2 separate regions of the Zea mays genome follow, and region 2 is linked to region 1. Evidence: chromatin contacts called from public Hi-C data. All regions are on one chromosome and are shown on one strand. The core of a region is the stretch at or near the end of the contact, and the rest is flanking DNA. Distances in the headings are between cores, read along the strand shown. Region 1 holds the start of LOC103632296 (luc7-like protein 3). Region 2 holds the start of LOC103632299 (glycosyl hydrolase family 10 protein / carbohydrate-binding domain-containing protein).

Region 1 (2,510 bases), core at 8-2,507:
GGAGCCTGGCGGAGGGACAGCTGTCGGGGCTGTCGAGTCCTTACTGACGTCCTCTTGCTTCCGTAAGGGGGCCGAGAGCCACCATCATCAAAGAGCGTGCGGGGCGCCATCATTGCCTATCTGGCGGAGCGAGCCAGATGGGACGCCGGTCTTGTTCCCCGTAGCCTAAGTCAGCTTAGAGTAGGGTAATGATGGCGCCTCCCACGTGGCCGGCCCGCGCCCTAGGTTGGGCGATGTGGAGGCTCCTTCGAGGTCGAGGTCGAGTCCGAGCCCCTAGGTCGGGCGAGGCGGAGGCCGTTGGCTGAGGCTAGGGCGGAGTTCGAGTTCTGGGGTCGGGCGAAGCGGAGTTCGTCGTCTTCCGGGGCTTAGCCCGAGTCCGAGCCCTGGGTCGGGCGGAGCGGAATTCGCCGTCTTCCGGGGCTTAGCCCAAGTCCGAGCCCTGGGTCGGGCGGAGCGGAGTTCGTCGTCTTCTAGGGCTGAGCCCGAGTCCGAGCCCTGGGTCGGGCGGAGCGGAGTTCGCCGTCTTCCGGGGCTTAGCCCGAGTCCGAGCCCTGGGTCGGGCGGAGAGGAGTTCGCCGTCTTCCGGGGCTCGCCGTCTTCCGGGGCTTAGCCCGAGTCCGAGCCCTGGGTCGGGCGGAGCGGAGTTCGCCGTCTTCCGGGGCTTAGCCCGAGTCCGAGCCCTGGGTCGGGCGGAGCGGAGCTTCCTATGGTGCCTGCGGCCGGGCCTGACTGCCTGTCAGCCTCACTTTGTCAAGTGGCTCCGCAGTCGGAGCGGCGCAGGCGGCGCTGTCTTTCTGTCACACCGGTCAGTGGAGCGGCGAAGTGACGGCGGTCACTTCGGCTCTGTCGGCTGAGGGGCGCGCGTCAGGATAAAGGTGTCAGGCCACCTTTGCATTAAATGCTCCTGCGATTTGGTCGGTCGGTGCGGCGATTTGGTCAGGGTTGCTTCTTGGCGAAGATAGGGCCTCGGGCGAGCCGGAAATATGTTCGCCGCTGGAGGGGGGCCTCGGACGAGGCGAAGATCCTCCGGGGTCGGCTGCCCTTGTCCGCGGCTAAGCTCGGGTCAGGCGTGATCGAGTCCTTCGAATGGACTGATCCCTGACTTAATCGCACCCATCAGGCCTTTGCAGCTTTATGCTGATGGGAGTTACCAGCTGAGAATTAGGAGCCTTAAGGGTACCCCTAATTATGTTCCCCGATAGGTTTAACTTTATAATTATTGATTTAAGTAGTATTTTGTAAAACTATTTAAGTTGCTCTAAACCAGAAGACTAAAAATTAGTGACTAAAACCAAACGCGCCTTATCTTCGTCTGTTCCTAGATTCTACTAGGACGAGCCCAAATCCAAATCGTCCTGAGGAAAGGGTAAAGAAAGTGAAGCAAGGGGCTGCCTGGCTTAGGGTTTCTTGACGGCTCCTTGCCCTCTCCGCCATGGACGCGCAGCGAGCCCTCCTTGACGAGCTCATGGGCACAGGTAAAGTACCCACCAGATCCCCCCTCGCCCGAATGACGCCGGCCCGTGCCCTATCCCTACCCCTAACCGCGTCGCGGGTGCTGTCGTTCGCAGCTCGTAACCTAACGGAGGAGGAGAAGAAGGGGCACAAGGAGCTGAAGTGGGACGATCCGGACGTGTGCGGCCCCTACATGGTCCGGTTCTGTCCCCACGACCTTTTCGTCAACACCAAGAGCAATCTCGGTATGGCCGTTCCTTCGTTTCTTTCTCTCTTTTTCTTAATATGTTTTGCAGTGATTTTATTTTACTCATAACAAGTTTGGTTGGGGTGTTTGCAGGGCCGTGCTTGAGGATCCATGATCCGAAGCTCAAGGAAAGGTGATACCAGTTGTGAAGCTTAATATATTGAGATGTAAATAAATAAAAACCAACATGCTTCTTGTAAAAAAAATAAGTATGATTTTGTTGCTGTAATCCTTTAATAAAGCGTTATGTTTAGGAAGCAAAGTAGGGTATTGAATAGACTGCAACTAGGAATAGAGAAACCTTGCTATTGGGAGCCATATGGCATGACACCAAAGTATAATAGACGATTGTGTTATATGAATTGCTAGAATGGTAGAGTGGGCTAGTTTTTAGTTGTGAGGATTAAGCTGTCTTATGTTCCTGTTAGGCCACAGGTTTTCATTTGACTGGTACATCTTTTGTTTGAAATTAGACAGCACATTAGAACTGTACTGTGAAATGACTGTGCCATGATGCCCCCCTATCCAGTCTAAAAATAAATAGTTGCTCCAGGATATTACACGTCCTACAGCAACAATGTTCTCTCAATTTTAAAATTATAGTATATTTGGGAGTCTCTGGCACTGGGTCTGCCCTTCTTATATCAAGACATAAAAAAAATTTCTCAGCGGAATATTGAGAGGAATTTGATCTTATATGGTGAAGAAGCAAGGTTGAATACGTATTAACGAAGGGTTCAGAAATGTGTCTAGGTATTCTAAATATTATATTTTGTGTAAATAAAAATCTTTAGGTGAATTAAGTGAGAGT
Region 2 (2,510 bases), core at 7-2,506, 390 kb before region 1:
GTCGTTTCCCTAAATAAACAGCCAGCAAAGGTGAAATATGTACAACCGATTGCAACACACGCACCTTGAATCTTTGTTCAGTGGGAAACCAAATCAACAGCTGATTGGCTATGCTAATGAAATCACCAAAATCCTATATACTGCAAGGCCTACCGAAACAATCAAACAAACATCCACAGCAAGAGACGAATGCAGCGGCCACTGGTATACCTTGGGCTCGGAATCGGGACCCTGTGGATCTGGTTGCGGGAGCGAGCGGTCAGCCCGGCGAGGGCGGAACAAAGACGAGAGCCAGCTGCAGCGCCTCCTCATCTCATCCAACCCAGAAATCCCGTCCCCGCAGCAGCAGCAGCAGCTACCCAGCGAATGGCAAGAAGTCAAAACAGGGGAGTGGAAGGAAAGCCGCGTAAGGTAGGCGGTCGTTACCTTCCCTCCCCTCACCTACCTAACTGGCTACCGAGGTGGCGGCACCGTCGACACGACAGCTTGGACCTTGGGACGGAAGGAAAAGCATGATTCGGGACGGCACGGAGATGCGCCCGTGAATGCGACAGCGGCGCCGAAGCGTCTTCCCCAAGAAATGCCGGCGCGCGTGCCTGCGTCCGGGGCGATGGAAAAGGAATCGGATGTGAAGAATGCCGCGGGAGAAGGATTACTGGATTAGGAAGGCCCAGTTATCCTATCCTACGCAGTCTCGTCTCCTGGGTCTTTGAGGCATAAAGATGAACACCTTCCTCTAAAGCCAGATGAGTGCGAGCCAGAGGTAAGCCGTAAGCAGTACCTCTCTGCAGGATCGGCGGCCCCTAGAGACAGAGGCCGCGACGTGTCGGTGTTCGGCGAGCTGGGACGGCGGCGGGACAATCGAGAAGTAGAGAACTCTGCGATTCGCGCCGTCGATCGGCAGTGAGGATCCTGCTGGGCTAGGAGGGAATGAAGAAGATGTCGAACAAGTCAACGTCATGAAAAGGGTTGCAAACAATGCGAGGGTCTAACCGCAGCTAACTTCGTTAGACTTTTTCTTTTTACCTTCTATTTGAATTTCACACTATAAACGATCTAATCAGTATTTTGAAGAGATCAAACTATAATGGTGGTATGTGTCGATTGGTCAAGGGATGATGTGGTTTGCTAAAGCATCTCAATAGTTATGTAAATTAAGCACCCTAAATTATAGATTTGGAGAGTTCTCCTTTATCTGTTGTTTGAGCGAGCGTTAGTTCTGGCTGTGTTAGTGCCTTATGCTGTATCGAGTATATTTCTCTTTTATTGTTCATCATAGTTTGATCAAGGATGACGAAACAGATGCACACACAGTGACATAACAGAAAGGACCACACGTAAGGATAAAAATGGTGGATGTTCGCTAGACTTAACAACCCTCTTGATCTAATCAAGTATGACAAAGCGGGTGCACACAGTGACATACTAAAAAGACCACACGGTCAAGGATAGAAATGGTGTATCCCATTGAAATCTTCGTATAACAATGGCCACTTGTTTCTCTTACTATGTATAGGGACAAGGGTCAAACCGTACAGGTACAAAAAAAACTCATATTGTAATACTTCTCACATAGACATGAGAGTCAAGCACTCTACTTTGTAACAAACGAAAGCCAGTATCAAAGACTTTAGCACCAAACTAGACATAAGAGTTCTTTCCAAACCAGTTTAAACTTTCTTCCTATTTTGTGTCTAGATCAGGGTCAAAATATAACAGTGGCACACTAACCCCATCCTATCATACAAATTTACTAGTTGTGGGGTCAAAACCACAAAAGATGGCGTGCCAATTAGGGGGTTTCACATGTTACATTTATCTCTCGGTGGCTTTGGACATTTCCTGCAGCACCTTCACCACCTTGGTGCCATTTCTAGGAACGACGAGTGGCTCCGGACTATACCCGCTGCCCCAGAATATTAGTGTTGTTATAGATATTGCCCATTGCATTATTACCAGTCTAAAAGGGCCTTCGGTTTTCGAAACCTTTGTTACCTCAACTTTCTTTGATTCTTACTTAATGTTTGTGTATTATGTCATTTTTTTATTAATTAGTGCTCTATGATCTTTTTTGTGTAGAGTTTTCCTAACCATTTTTCTTTCCATCATTTAGGTAAATCTGACGATTAGGGCAGAAGACTTTTCGAGTTTAAAAGGGCCTCCGGCCTTCGAAGGTTGTGTATATATTTTTCCTCTACGGGCTAGTTTGAAAACACTATTTTCACATGAGATTTTTAATTTTTCAAGGAAAAATGAACTAATTTCTCTCGAAAAAATTGAAATTCCTTGAGAAATATGATTCCCAAATCAGCCCTAACTCTGTTCTTTTTCCCGTGATACATATCGTCTCATTAGCTTACTACTGATATTCATTTTCAATATACTTTTCTAACTGTTTTGTGTTTTCAGTGAAGTATAAACTTTTGTTCCACAACATGGACTTCATTATCGTCTACATATCCCCTCAGAGATTTGCTGCTTGATCAAGGTTCCTTTTTATTACACCCTCC

Evidence for each region. Hi-C and Micro-C count contacts between places; a contact is called where the count stands out from the background.
Region 2: a Hi-C map of leaf shows a contact between it and region 1, with 3 times the contacts expected there. The contact joins the promoter of LOC103632299 here to the promoter of LOC103632296 in region 1. A contact is called at or near these places in 4 of 25 Hi-C or Micro-C datasets (ear, endosperm, leaf and 1 more).

The regions. Positions count from the first base shown.
Region 1 is chr7:43,919,316-43,921,825 of Zm-B73-REFERENCE-NAM-5.0, reverse strand. It overlaps LOC103632296 (luc7-like protein 3), which reads left to right and starts at 1,257. Exons shown (of 9, transcript XR_555807.4): 1 at 1,257-1,475; 2 at 1,569-1,697; 3 at 1,793-1,832.
Region 2 is chr7:44,307,442-44,309,951 of Zm-B73-REFERENCE-NAM-5.0, reverse strand. It overlaps LOC103632299 (glycosyl hydrolase family 10 protein / carbohydrate-binding domain-containing protein), which reads right to left and starts at 1,256. Exons shown (of 9, transcript XM_020541402.3): 1 at 782-1,256. The coding sequence starts at 961.